5 separate regions of the Mus musculus genome follow, and regions 1, 3, 4 and 5 are each linked to region 2. Evidence: chromatin contacts called from public Hi-C, Micro-C and promoter capture Hi-C data. All regions are on one chromosome and are shown on one strand. Each heading gives the region's core, a stretch centred on a gene start, on an enhancer-like site or on the middle of the called end of the contact. The rest is flanking DNA. Distances are from core to core; before and after follow the strand shown.

Evidence for each region. Hi-C and Micro-C count contacts between places; a contact is called where the count stands out from the background. Capture Hi-C pulls out chosen DNA fragments and counts their contacts.
Region 1: a Micro-C map of embryonic stem cells shows a contact between it and region 2, with 4 times the contacts expected there. The contact joins the promoter of Tarsl2 here to the promoter of Pcsk6 in region 2. A contact is called at or near these places in 1 of 484 Hi-C or Micro-C datasets (embryonic stem cells) and 1 of 115 datasets of contacts at active chromatin or transcription factors (embryonic stem cells).
Region 3: a Hi-C map of liver shows a contact between it and region 2, with 2.8 times the contacts expected there. The contact joins the enhancer-like site here to the promoter of Pcsk6 in region 2. A contact is called at or near these places in 2 of 39 promoter capture datasets (embryonic stem cells and liver), 4 of 484 Hi-C or Micro-C datasets (the N1E-115 cell line, liver, nephron progenitors and 1 more), 6 of 115 datasets of contacts at active chromatin or transcription factors (embryonic stem cells, fibro-adipogenic progenitors, liver and 1 more) and 2 of 9 other capture datasets (adipose tissue and pancreatic islet).
Region 4: a Micro-C map of embryonic stem cells shows a contact between it and region 2, with 2.0 times the contacts expected there. The contact joins the promoter of Chsy1 here to the promoter of Pcsk6 in region 2. A contact is called at or near these places in 3 of 484 Hi-C or Micro-C datasets (the N1E-115 cell line and embryonic stem cells), 1 of 115 datasets of contacts at active chromatin or transcription factors (embryonic stem cells) and 1 of 9 other capture datasets (pancreatic islet).
Region 5: a contact with region 2 is called in a promoter capture Hi-C map of pancreatic islet. The contact joins the promoter of Selenos here to the promoter of Pcsk6 in region 2. A contact is called at or near these places in 8 of 39 promoter capture datasets (the 3T3-L1 cell line, 3T3-L1-derived adipocytes, cranial neural crest and 5 more), 7 of 484 Hi-C or Micro-C datasets (embryonic stem cells, epidermal suprabasal cells, liver and 2 more), 10 of 115 datasets of contacts at active chromatin or transcription factors (bone marrow-derived macrophages, embryonic limb bud, embryonic stem cells and 3 more) and 1 of 9 other capture datasets (pancreatic islet).

Annotation. Positions count from the first base shown.
Region 1 is chr7:65,643,520-65,646,219 of GRCm38.p6, forward strand. It overlaps Tarsl2 (threonyl-tRNA synthetase-like 2), which reads left to right and starts at 1,379. Exons shown (of 19, transcript NM_172310.2): 1 at 1,379-1,695. The coding sequence starts at 1,426.
Region 2 is chr7:65,860,697-65,863,396 of GRCm38.p6, forward strand. It overlaps Pcsk6 (proprotein convertase subtilisin/kexin type 6), which reads left to right and starts at 1,440. Exons shown (of 22, transcript NM_011048.1): 1 at 1,440-1,747. The coding sequence starts at 1,475. Gm20684 (predicted gene 20684) reads right to left here and starts at 1,346. Exons shown (of 3, transcript NR_169041.1): 1 at 1,149-1,346; 2 at 294-541.
Region 3 is chr7:66,002,706-66,005,405 of GRCm38.p6, forward strand. All of the region lies in intron 13 of Pcsk6 (proprotein convertase subtilisin/kexin type 6), which reads left to right. Among named protein-coding and RNA genes, the nearest start is that of Snrpa1, 56 kb to the right of the region's middle. Within about 2 kb of position 1,311, at least 6 of the 459 cell types and tissues checked have an H3K27ac peak or open chromatin away from gene starts, as enhancers often do. A contact at or near this core is called in liver, where this site is marked.
Region 4 is chr7:66,108,189-66,110,888 of GRCm38.p6, forward strand. Chsy1 (chondroitin sulfate synthase 1) reads left to right here and starts at 1,304. Exons shown (of 3, transcript NM_001081163.2): 1 at 1,304-2,039. The coding sequence starts at 1,723.
Region 5 is chr7:66,078,309-66,081,008 of GRCm38.p6, forward strand. Selenos (selenoprotein S) reads left to right here and starts at 1,341. Exons shown (of 6, transcript NM_024439.3): 1 at 1,341-1,481; 2 at 2,024-2,158. The coding sequence starts at 1,406.

The sequences.
Region 1 (2,700 bases), core at 129-2,628, 220 kb before region 2:
AGATTTAAGAAGTGACTATTTCCAAATCGCTTCGTTCATGTCTTGGCACATTCTAGGAACTTAAGAACAGTAAAAGCCAACTTTTGTTCTTGCCACAGGAAGCTTCTTGCTCATGGTTATAAGAGAAACAAAGTCATGTGTGAACTTATTACTGGAGTCTTTAGAGTCAAAGCCTGGCTTCTGGAAGTTTCAACGACATAAGCTCAGCTAACCCTCTGAAACATGCCAATTAAAATGACAGTTAACAATAAAAAGCAGAGAAAGGAGATTTATTCATTGTGGTTACAGTGGGAAGATGAACAGCTACAGGGGTTCAGCCACCTACCCCAAGCCCGTCATTGGGGTGCTAATATGAGGTTTAAGTTTAAGTAGAGGCCAGTGGTGGAGGTGTGGCTCCATCATCGGCTTAGTTCCAGTCTGTCCAGCAATTCCTAGGGCAACTCCTCCCCCAGGGGGCAGCAGGGCTTCAGCCCTTTCCTGCTCCAGGATGAGAGCTTAATTCTTTGCGGACCACTGTTTCCAAAGTCCGATAGCACAAATGTTTCTACTTAAAATAATCTTAAGACAGTTATAAACAGCATTTGCTCTAGACTCAAATAGTGAACAATGTTGTGCTGGCCAGGCTGAAGTTTTTGTAGTGCTCTTCTGTGTGTCCTTGCCAAGTGCCACTGTATTTGCACAGCCTTGGCATGAAGGTCTATTTTCAATGGCCGCTTTTCAGAACCTGTTTGCACAGTGTGGTGACTGCAAGAATTTAAGAGGGGAATGAAAGAAATCCATCAGGCTTTGCTAACGGTTTGGACAATCTGGTCAAGAGACGCACCTCCTCTGGGCTTCAATATCTCAAACTCCAGTTTCATTAGACTGAACACACTTCCAGTAGCACCTGGACATGCCTCCAAACGCTAAAGATGCCCATCCGGTGGTCCCACTCCTGCTGCCTAGGTCCAGAGCGTAGTTCTCAATCCTGCAGTGCACCCAACATTGGCCGTGTTCCTGCCCGTGCTCCCTGCCACACTCCCCTGCCCATTTTCCTTGTTTTATGAAGCATTGCTCAGCCGTCTCATCTTCCCCAGCGATGATGCCGCGCTGTCTCATCGCTTCTCCTCTGAAATGATGCCTACCCTTGCCCCTCCCATCACTCCTGCCCCGCCCTTCATTATCCTATAGCCCGCCCCTCTTCTTTGCCCATCGCCTGGCCTCTGCACAGTTGCCCCGATATGGCCCCGCCTCTTGCCCGTGCATCGCTCCGCCCCATGCAGGGATACCCAGCTCCAGCCCCGCCCCTCTTCCTCCATCGCCCCGCCCCATATAGTGATGCACCCCCACTTCACCCCGCCTCCCGAAGTCCTTCAGCTCCGCCCCGCCCCGTCTCCTTGTCACTCTGGCTGGGCTGGCGGGCTCAGGTGGCACAGGGAAGCTACCATGGCGGCCCAGGCCCTGGCGGCTCAGGCGGTGGCCTCGCGCCTGCAGCGGCAGGAGGAGGACATCCGCTGGCTGTGCGCGGAGGTGCAGCGCCTGAGGGACGAGCAGCTGCGCGGGCCCGAGCGGGGCCAAGCCGAGGGCCCGCGCCTGACACGCGAGGTGGCACAGCTCCAGGCGGAGAACCGCGACCTGCACCAGCGCCTGTGTGGCCTGCGGCTGCGCCTGGCGGAGCAGCGCCGCACCGAGGCCGGGCGAGCGGCGGCGCACGAGGTAACCGGCGGCCCAGGAGTACGCACTCAGCGGGTTCCAATTCTGCACCCGGGTGCGGACAGGGCTGCAGGGTGTGTCCCCGCCCGCGCCCTGCCCACTGCCCACGGCCTGGGGAACCGCTAGGTTTCCACCAACCTCCTAACTGACCAGCTGGTATAATTTCTCAGCTCTTCATTGGACAGACTGCAAACAACATTTTTTCCCTCCAGTAGCAGATCAAACTGAGGTGCATGCCTCTAATCCAGAACTCTGGAGGCTGAGGCAGGAGGATGGCTGAGAATTTAAGGCCCGCCTGGAGTAAATATTGAGAATCAGGTCGGCCAGGGCAATATGAGAAGACGCTGTCTCAAATAAAAACTTTTTAAAAGGCCGCTTCAGTGTTTAAGAGTCACAGTATCCTTGGAGAAGAGGACCTAACAGTTTCTATTCTCTCTGCTGGCTGGTTCTGTGCTATCTGAAGACAGGTTATTTTTACTGTCTTATTTTGGTGGTTTGCTTTGAGGCCTATATGTGATCTGTATATTTAACAGAAGTATTTGATTACAGTATTTTCATGTTTTAGAAGATTATTAAGTAACAAATTAGAAGAATTTTTTTTCTAAGTTCTAAAGGCTTTCTAAAACTGAGGGGTTTTTGGTTTTTGTTTTGTTTGTTTGTTTTGTTTTTGCTCTGGCAACATCTAATGAAATAGTGCAATGAATAAGAGTCTGGTGGCAGCCACAATTTCCAGTGACATTATTTGTTTAAAGTTTAGGGAAGAGTGACAGAGAGACACAGAGACTGTGTGTGTTGCAGGCTATGGGACCCATGGCCTTGTGAATACTGGGCAGTGCTCTATTACTGAGCTACACCCCCAGTTTTAATGTGCTCGGACAGATAGGGCTGAACTCTGAAACCAGATCCCTGAGGGTTATAAGTAGATCCTGGTTCCCACAGCCCAGCCGGGACTCTCCAACCATGGGCCCTGCCGTGAGCTCTCTGGGTTTCCTCCTTCCCCGGGTTTCT
Region 2 (2,700 bases), core at 190-2,689:
ATTTGGCATGTCCTGGTTGGGCCCCCCACCAACTGTCCTCTCCTTCTACCTTCATTAAGGTGACTCATGCTTATAGAAAGGATGGATCATCTGAGGTAAAAAAAAAAAAAAACCCAAGGACTCCTGAGAGGGATGTTGGAAAAGACTTCAGTTGGCCCTCTGTCTCTCTCTCTGTCTCTCTCTCTCTGTCTCTCTGTCTCTCTGTCTCTCTCTCTCTCTCCTGTATCCCCTAGCATGTCTGTCTGTCTGATCTGCCTGGCTATAGACTCAGGCAAGTGAATTCCATACAGTACCAGTCTGGGAGCCAGGTGCTCTTGGAACCTGAGCGTTGGTGAGGTAGCTTCTTTTGTGACTCAAGGCCTTCTCTGCCTTGTTTTGCTGTCTTCGGTTTCCTGGTCCCCCTCTTGTATTAATCAGGCTGAAGGTTTGCTTTCTGTATGAGGCCAGTTGGGACCAATGGGCCGTCCGAGGCTTGCAGCCATCCCAGCCTCTCATTGCATCTTCACAGTATGAACGAGTCCCCGGTTTCTCCAGGCTGTTCCTGGAGGGAGGGGTGAGGATGAGTCAACTTACATTCACACTGACTGGTCCTAGCTCAGTGGGTACTTTTAAGAGTGTACACCATCTACTGAATACCAAGCACGTGGCAGGCCCTGGGCTCATCAAAACAAACATTACTGTCAGCTGATTGCAAAGGAAGAGCTGACATCCTCAAAACAGCCCGATGGATGGATAGATGCTATTGTTATCCGCATCTTACAAGCCCAGCAAGAACAGAAAGGGGCCCAACATCATACAGATGCTAAGTGGTCAGCTAAGGAGTTCACCTGTACAACCTTCCTAGCAAAGCCTCAGCCCTGTATGGACGCTGTGTCCTCAATACTCTCATAGACTCCAGCTAAGTTTGCCACATGCCCTTTGCCCATGCAATGTGGTCTTGAGGTTGGGCCAGATCCTGGGACACCCCAGTGTTTTCCTGGCATCGTTTTCCCCTGAAGATCCTGCACATTTGCATGTTCACTGCCACAGCTAAGTTGAGCAAGGCTGCCTAGCCTTGGGGACCCCAGCAGGTGAGTTCAGCCTCCAGGGGCGCAACCGGTAGGAAGGTGCCGCTCTAAGTCAACTCCTCCGGGATATGGGGAACTCACGTGGGATGCCCAGAGCCCTCCCGGCTTCTAGCAGAACGCGCGGAGCCCAGGCTGCCACTCCGGGCAGCGCCGTGTTCCGAGAGACCCGAAGTCTCGAGCCTCCCCTGCGCCGGCCCCCGGCTGCTGGCGGGCCGGGAGACTGCCGCACGAGCGCGGGCCCAGGGGCGCCACCGGGCCGCGCGGGCGGGAACGCGCCGCGGCGGCCTCCTCCTCCCCGGCTCCCGCCCGCGGCGGCGGCGCTTCCCCGGCGCGGAGCGGCTTTAAAAGGCGGCTCCCCACCCCCCGGCGCACTCGCCGCTCGGGCGCCGCGCGAGCCTGCCGCTGCCATGCCTCCGCGCGCGCCGCCAGCGCCCGGGCCCCGGCCGCCGCCCCGGGCCGCCGATGTCGCGCGGGGCGCAGGGGCCGCCGGCCGGCACGGACTCCCGCCGCTCGCGCTGCGCCCCTGGCGTTGGCTGCTTCTGCTCGCGCTGCCCGCCGCCTGCTCCGCGCTGCCGCCGCCGCGCCCCGTCTACACCAACCACTGGGCAGTGCAAGTGCTGGGCGGCCCCGGCGCGGCGGACCGCGTGGCTGCGGCGCACGGCTACCTCAACTTGGGCCAGGTGAGTACGGCCGGCCCCGCGCGCCCCAAACTTTCCCGGCCGCCGGCGGCCACGCGCGAGGGGGCGCCTTGCCAAGCCCGCGGCCAGCGGCGCCGCGTGGGAAGGCGACCCGTATCGCTGGGGACGGCGGGGGCTTCTTGCGGGGACTCTCTGGGAGAGCCGTGGGACACTCGGCGGGAAGGACGTGGTAGGCTGCGTGGACGGTCACGCGGGAGGGCCCGAGGCCGTGGGTCCCCAGGCGATGTCGCCGAGCATTCGCACTCGGAAGTGTGTGGCCTCGGAAGCCCAGGTCGGGCGCCTACACCTGCCCAGCCGCGTTCGAGTGGGCGCCTAAGGGGTCGCTGCGCTCTGCCCACCCGCGCCATCATCATCGTGTACCTATTTCCCTGTGGCCTTCGAGCCTTAGCTCCGTCTCGGGCCACTCTGCCCTCGACGGGTCGCCCGGAGCTCTGGGCTCCCGTTCGTGCGCCAAGGCAGTCAGGCGCTGGTTGGGCGATGTGAGCATGACCCGGGCAACTCAGGGACTGGCTTTCCCTCTGTGTGGTGCGCTGGTGCCTGTGTCCAGAAGTCAGGTTTGGGTCAGGGTGCAAGCAGGACCCAGAAGCTGCAGGTTGGTTGTAGGCTGAACTCTGCACTTGAAACCTCTCTAGGCAAAGACATGGATTGCTTTGCTTTGGGCTCTGGATGCAGCTGGAAAGGCAGCTGTCTGCCCACTAGCTGCATGACCTTGGACATGTCATTTCTTGACTTGCTCATCCGTAAGGGTGGCGACTTTGTACTGCCTGAGGTTGTTGAGATGAGCCGGGAGTGTTCAGAAGCAAGGCACTACTCATGGGATGCCCATTCTCTCACCCCTGGTGGTATAAGCTGGCTGTCATTTATACCAAGAGAAGCCGAGATAGGGCACTAGGTCCGCGCAGCTCCCAAGGACTGCCAATGCAGGGTGCCTTTCC
Region 3 (2,700 bases), core at 61-2,560, 140 kb after region 2:
CCACACCAGCCTGGCAACCTGAGACTGCCTCTCAGAACCAACACAGAAGTATATATAGAGAGAAGCAACTCACGAAGCTGTTCTCTGACTCCCAAGTGCACATCGTCCTCACATGCGCATACAGGCGGGTGGAGAAAAACTTTCCAAAGTTTTACTTAGTTTTACCACAATAGTGGAGTTTGAACCCAGGACCCTGTGAAGTAATTCTCTGTGCACATGTGTGTGCACTTGCGTGGGGGCACGTAATGGTTCGCGTGTGAAGGGCAGCAGTCCTTGCCAGGTGTCATCTGTCAACTCCCACCTTATTTCTTGAGGTAAGGTCTCACTAAACCTGGGATTTACTGATTTGGCTAGACTGGCTGGCCAGCGTGCCCTCGTCCCCGGGATCGGCCTGCCCATGACTCCCCAGTGCTGGGATTGTAGATGCACACTGCTACACCCATTTTTATTTATTTTTGTTTGTTTGATGGTTTGTTTGTTTTGTTTTTTGTTTTTTTATTGTGGGCTCAGGGTTTGAACTTGGGTCCTCCTGCTTGTGCAGCAAGCATTCCATTTAGTGAGTCGTCTCCCCAGCCCATGAGACATGCTTGATAGTAAGGGTACCCCACTTTTCTACGTGTCTCAGCACTTAGTCTCAAGCAAAGAGGCGTTCTACTGACCAGAATGGAAGGCTAAAGGGAGCGCGAGGCTCTTGCAGACATGACTCGTACCTCGTACTAATGGCATTTACTCCATTAATGCCACATTGGCATTTACTCCACTAAGGTCACACTGACCTCCTGATTCACTTTCCCAGAACTGCCAGGTCACCTACAGCTTGTTTCCTTTCTCTGAGCCTCCCCTGAGGTGCAGCCTGGGCTCTGACATGGTGGCCATCAGTTTGATGAGCTACCTGTGACTGGCTTTTCTCTCCCCTCCCAGGGAAGACTTGGCATTTGGCCTCCCTAGCGTGCCGCTCTCTGGTGAGGCAGATGACGCCACCCAGAAGGGTTATGCAATGCTAGGTAAGGACGCAGCAGCCCATACCAGCTGACAGTTGAAGGCTTGCTAGTCCTCTGAGACCACTTTGCAAGCCTTCCCCTTGTGTACTTTATTCTGTTGTTCAGCTTTGACCACAACACTTCAAGCTCGCTCCCAGCTCCCATTCTCCCCACCATTGACTGCTTTGAGGTTGTACCATCCAAGACAGCGGCAGCCCACAAGCCTCACTTTACATCTGTGTCATCTAGAGATCCTGGGATAAACCATGCTCAGATGGCAGATGAGGTCAAAGCTTCCATGATCATCTATGAAACAGTCCACAGGGATCGATCTCAAAGTCACTGTGTGTAGACCTGGTCCGGTGTGATTGTGCCATGGCCTTGGGAAGCCCCGGGCTGAATCTGCTCTGGTTTCTCCCCTTCAGTTAATAAGTAGTCATTGAGTGATTGGATGGTGGGTGTGTGAGCGTGTGTGAGCCTTATTTAAATCAAAAGCTCGTGTGGTTTTAATCAACCCTGTTTTCAGCCTGCTTGCTCAGCAGGATGTTCAGTAATCAGTTAAAGGGGGAAAGAATGAGTCTCCCGAGGCTGATCTCTCCTTCATCTTCTTAAAAAGTTCCATGGTTCTTGGTTTCCCCTTCATGGCTCATTCGAGTTTGTCTTTTCTCCCTAACTGCTGCCGTTTCATTGCTGGTTTTATTGACCTCTGTTTTATTGACATCTGTTTGAGACTGATCGTCATTTCCAAAATGGAACTTGGAATTTTGCAATCTGTGGCCAGTGGCTCCATCGATCTTATCCTCTTCGCTAGGAGGAAGACAGACCGAATGAGCAAATCCTCTGTGTTGGCTTTAAACTTTTCCACTAAACTCATTTCTTTTTTTGGATTTTCCAAGATTTTTTTTTATTCTTTTTTTATTAGATATTTTCTTTATTTACATTTCAAATGCTATCCCGAAAGTTCTCTATACCCTCCCCCCACACCCCCACCCCTGCTCCCCTACCCATCCACTTCCACTTCTTGGCCCTGGTGTTTCCCCTGTACTGAGGCATATAAAGTTTGCAATACCTAGGGGCCTCTCTTCCCAGTGATGGCCGATTAGGCCATCTTCTGCTACATATGCTGCTAGAGACAGGAGCTCTGGGGGTACTGGTTAGTTCATATTGTTGTTCCACCTATAGGGTTGCAGACCCCTTCAGCTCCTTGGGTACTTTCTCTAGCTTCTCCATTGGGGGCCCTGTGTTCCATCCTATAGATGACTATGAGCATTCTTATCTCCTTGTACAAAGCTCAAGTCTAAGTGGACCACTAAACTCATTTCTGCAGAGAGTGACTACCAAGCCTCTCTCCCACATCCTTGGAAACAGAACTTAAGACCGATTCCAAACAATTCCAAACACGTAGTTGTCACGATCCGTTTTTTTTTTTTTTTAACCACTATTTGCGTTAATCTTGAAACCAACCACTTCAACATGCTTCTACTTTCCCAGAGACCTGTAATATTATTCTCCTGATTGTAGAACAAATGAATTGTCTCATCTCAGTAGGTGAGCCACCAATCCTACCAACGCTGTCCTCCTCCAGGGGGCGTGGCTTCATTTCATTGGTTCTTTTTCTCCTGACTGCAAAGGTAGCAAGAGGAGGCTTACCTCTTCCCCATTTCATGTGCGAATGACAAACTCAATGATGATGAAATGCAAATGAAAAATAGGCCCTCCT
Region 4 (2,700 bases), core at 54-2,553, 250 kb after region 2:
GCTGAGCCATCTCTCCAGCCCCATTTTCTATCTTTTTGTTTGTTTCTTTGATTGATTAAATGAGAACTTCTTAGGCTCTGGGACCGTAGTTCAGAGGATAGAGTACTGGCCCAGTGTATCAGAGGTCCAGTGGCTGATCCCTGGCACCAGGGCTGGTAGCACACAGGCCTGGAATTCAGGTGACTCCAGTTCCATAAGCAAGAGGATCTGGAGTTCAAAACGATCTGCAGCTTCAGCTAGCACCTGGGCTCTATTAGAGCAGGTCCAAGTGGCTACTTTGCGATTATAATCCTAACACATTGGTGACTAAGAAATAAAATTGGTATTTACAAACATTTGTCATGTGGGCACCCAAGTTGAAGGGCTTTCGTTTTTAACAAAACGTATAAAAGTTAAGACAGAGCAAATATAGGGAAACTGGTATCCAACTTAAAAATCCATTCAGCGAGCCTAACTTACTTGGAGACCTCCAGAATAGTAAGAGATCCTGTTTCAAAAAACTAGGTGTATGGCTCCCGAGAACCCATCCCCCACACCACGTACACAATCCATATCCGTTTTATAAATCTACTCTTAAAAATACTGACAGACTTAGGTGAGGGGGGTACTAACCAGCTCTCTGCTCACTGGGACTAAATACAGGTATTTATCATCTAGTGGTAACTCACCCACCCATCTCTTCAATATCCATTTAAAAAACTAATATGCCGGGCTTGGTGCCGCTCGCCTTTAAGCCCAGCGCTCGAGAGGCAGAGACAGATCTCAGATTCTCTGAGTTCGAGGGCAGCCCTAGCTACTTAGCGAATTCACGTTTCGCTCCCCAGCCCGCAAATCCCCTAGCGTTCCTAGGTGAACTGTGGCCGTGTGTGGCTCCAGCCCCGCCTGCAGCGTACAAAGCTGCAGTGTGGACCCCGCTGTCCTGGCCACCGAGTCGGGAGGTCGGCCCGGGGAGGGAAGGGCGTGGCGGCTCTCGGGGCATCTGGGGAGCCGGTCAACTCAGTCCACGTGCGGTGCCGGACCGCCGGCTCCCAATGCTGGCGACGGGGGCGTGGCCGCGGGTACCGGGCAGTGGGGGTTGGAGGGACGCCCGCCCCGCTGTCGTCGATGCTATCCCACGCCCCTCCTGCCTGGCCGCAGACTGCGGGGCGGGTGCTTTTTTTTTTTTTTTTTTGGTTAAACTTTGGCCACGTGAACTGCCCCCCATTCACTTTTGCGCCAATCACGAGGCGCGGACGGATCCCGAGAGGGGCCACGGCACGCCGCCGGCGGGCCGCTTCTTAACGCGCGGTGCGTGACGTGAGGGGCTCCTTTGCAATGGCGCGCTAAGCCGGAGGATGTGCAGCTGCAGAGGCGGCGCAGGGCACCGAGAGGGCGGGCGCAGCGCGAGCCGAGCCGAGCCAGCCGGGGGACGCGAGCCGCGGGAGCCGCTGTCGCCTCGCGCCGGAGTCGCCGGCCGCGCGCGCGGGGCATGGTCCCCTCTTAAAGGCGCAGGCCGCGGCGGTGCGGGCGGGCGCGCGGAACAAAGCGCCGGCGCGGGGCCTGCGGGCGGCTCGGGAGCCGCGATGGGCGCGGCGGGCCCGCGGCGGCCGCGGCGCTGCCCGGGCCGGGCCTGGCGGCGCTAGGGCGGGCTGGCCTCCGCGGGCGGGGGCGGTGGGCTGAGGGCGCGCGGAGCCTGCGGCGGGGACAGCGGGACAGCGGCCCGGCGGGCGGAGGGGCGCGGGCATGGCCGCGCGCGGCCGGCGCGCCTGGCTCAGCATGCTGCTCGGGCTCGTGCTGGGCTTCGTGCTGGCCTCGCGGCTCGTCCTGCCCCGCGCCTCGGAGCTGAAGCGAGTGGGCCCGCGGCGGCGCCCCAGTCCCGAGGGATGCCGGCCAGGGCAGGAGGCGTCGCAGCCCGGCGGGGCGCGCGGCGATGCGCGCGGGGCGCAGCTCTGGCCGCAGGGCTCGGCCGCGGAGGGCGTCCCGCGCGACAGGAACTTTCTCTTCGTGGGAGTCATGACAGCCCAGAAATACCTGCAGACCCGCGCCGTGGCCGCCTACAGGTGAGCCCCCCTTTCGTGGATGCCATCGCCTGCATCCGGCATCCTGGCTGGCGGGCGGGCGGCGTTACGGGTTCCCCGGAGGCTTCTCTGGTAGCTGCCAGCGGCTCAGCGCAAAGGCAGCAGGGCTTAGGATGGTGAGCATCTCTCAAGGGCAAGGCTTTGGGATTGAGTACGCTGGCCTCAGTGTGTGTGCCTCTCAACCTCATCTCCAGGGAGACACGTAAGCTTTCTGTGTTCAAGACTTCTTTGTTAAAAGGAACGAGTCTCCCCCATAAGGTGGTGGCGAAATTCAATGTTGTACCTGCGATAGTGGAGGCAGAGTTATAATTTGAGTCTCTAAAATAGGCACTTTGTCATTTCGAAGGGAGAGCCCGCTTAAATTAACCTGGCTAGGGCTCCTCCGTACTGTACTTTAAGATTCTCACTTTTGGTGAGCGTTTCCACTCTGCCTTTGAGCAACACTCTGGTTTGTTAAGTAGAGAAAAAGAACCTTGAGGAAAAACAGTTTGTGTGATCGATTTAGTCATTGTAAGACTGCAGCCTGGTGTTCCCCAGCGCAGCCACCAAGGCGTATGCGTGGTAGGAAGTAACTGGGCCCTAGTAGGCTAAAGGAGTCAGTAGAAGTGGCAGCGATCATGTTCAGGATTAACAAAGGGATTAG
Region 5 (2,700 bases), core at 91-2,590, 220 kb after region 2:
GGCTTTTAAGGCAAGGTTTCTCTGTGTAGCCCTCACTGTCCTGAGCGTCAAATTCAGAGACTCACCTGTGTCTGCCTGCTGAGTGCTGGGGTTGAAGGTGTGTGCCAACATTTCCCCTCCACCTTGTCTTTTAATGAAACTAAACATTACTTATTTCATCATCATGATTGCAGATGTTAAGGGACTGGATCAACAGGCAAATGAGCAACCTCCTCTCTCGTAACCAGATGTTTCACTTGCTCTGTATGATGTGAGAAATCACCTTAAGCAAAGAGAGAGGGTTCAAACTGGCCTCAGAGGTGGGGTGGCAGTCATCGGTACCAAAAAAGAAAAAAAAATTAAACTGATCCTTTTTTACCACTGAGAAAACTATTAAAATCATAAAACTTTAAAAATTTAGCAATTTTTTAAAAAAGCCATGTTGTGTCTGAAAAAAAAAATCAGCAAATTCATGGCTATCTTCATATTCTTAGCTTCATATCCAGTCATCAAAGTCTATTTTCAAGGTGGTTGATAATGTGAAGTGACTCCAGGCTTTTCTCTCCCATGTCCCCAGATGGAGTCGCTGAATTAGAAGATCCTTAACAGACTAGTTTTTATGACACAGTGAGTTTTATTTCCATTTTGGAGATTCAAAGTCCTCAAGCTTGGTACAGCACCGTATAGATTCCATCAGGCTCCTCAGGCTGAGTCATCTCACGGTGGGGTGCACAGAAATCTAGTCTCTTTTTCTCTGGGGACACCCACATTGACCTCATATAGTAGTTTCCCAAAGGATCCCACCTTTAAACACCACAGAGTTCTCACCTTCTTAATCCCATTAATCTATGGAAACTTGATTCCATCAGTTCCTTTTCAAATCGCAGCTATCTCCTTTATTGCCTTCCTAGTATGTTGCAGAGAACCATTACAAAAACTGTGGTAATGTAACACATAAGAGCCTAAGTTGAAGTCATTACTACATTAATTCCTTCCCTTGAGACAGTGGATCAGAAGAAAGGAATTCTAAGTAGATCGCTTTCCGCACGTTAGGGGAGGGGAATCTATGCTGCAAACCTTTAGGGCCCGGTGACAAGGGCGGGACTCAAATCTCATCTCCAGGAGGTTTCAAATCTCTTGAGCCTCAATGTCCAATCAGTATCAAATACAAGATCGGTTATCCGAGCTATGCCGAGTTGAGCTGCGAGCTCCTCCCTGAAAGTCAAACGCGCTTCCGCCTGGGCATCTTTCAGCCCCGCCCTCTGGTCACACCCCCCCTGTGATTGGTCGAGCGTCGAGGTAGGTCGAGCCACGATAGGTCAGTACCGCCACGGCAGTGAGCGCCACGTGTACATAGGGCCGAACCGGAAGCGCAGAGCAGAGAGGAGCAGCGGGCTTGTCGTTGGTGGCGGTGGCGGTGGCCGCCATGGATCGCGATGAGGAACCTCTGTCCGCGAGGCCGGCGCTGGAGACCGAGAGCCTGCGATTCCTGCACGTGACAGGTCAGGGGCGGCGGGCGCCGCCATGCTCGGTGGGTCGGCCTCCAGGAGGCTTGGCGTTAACGCCGCGGACTGGCCGAGCCTGCTTGTTGGGCCGGAGCTCACCTTTCTCGAAGTCGCCCTAGCTGGGCGGGCGCTCGCGGACTTGGCTCACGGGAGTCCCTTTAACATTTTCCTTTTGCAGTGGAGTCCTCCGCCCGGCGTTTCACTCTACCCGACACTAACACACTGTTGTCTCACTCCTTAACAAAGTGTAACTCACGGAGTCTGGATGGCCTTTGCTTTCCTGAATCAGATAGACACGTCCCCTTTAGTCCTTCAGAACCTAGCTGCTGGGCTCTGCACCCTCCGGGCTACTCCCGAGTCCCCTTGTAGTTGAGAAGTTTCTGTACCCAGCGATTCGCTTCTTAGGAGTCCATTTCCAGCTAGACTGTGAAGGTTCTGAAAGAAGAAGCTATGACTATTTTTGTAGAGTATTATTGAAAAAAATGCTATTACCATTTCTGAAACTGGTTTCTTTCTCTTTTTTTTTTTTTTCCCCCCAGTGGGCTCCCTGCTGGCCAGCTATGGCTGGTACATCCTCTTCAGCTGCATCCTACTCTACATTGTCATCCAGAGGCTCTCCCTTCGACTGAGGGCTTTGAGGCAGAGACAGCTGGACCAAGCCGAGACTGTTCTGGGTTAGTGCCATGTGGTAGAAATGAAGGCGCCTGTCATTTACTTAGTGGGTGGTGGCAAGACATGCCTTTGAGGTTTGAAAGATTTTTATTGAGATGCAAAGACTCCGTGATGGTGTATAGCATACTCAATGCACATCTTGTTCGGTGCATGGGGACCAGTCCCTGGAGATGGCCAGGTCTTGTGGAGGAAACAAGAAGTGTCAAGGGGCGGGGGTGGGGGTGGGGGGATCAGGCATTGGGGTCCTGGGAATCTTGCCACCTGACTGACTGGAAGTGGGGTGCTGCTTTATACAGCACTCCGTAGACAGGGATGGATTCATAGATCATATTTTTGTCCCCAGATGTATTTTAGCTTCCTCGTAGTCATAAGTTTAGCCATCATTGATAAACCGTGACAGAGCAGAGTTATCTTTTACAATCATTTTCCCTCATCAACCCCGTAGCCCATTTTTTTAAAGAATCTAGAGGCATATTTTGCCAAAGCATGACAGTCCATTCTCAGGCTGGTAGCTCTTATGGTTTCAAAGGCACTAGACAGAAAA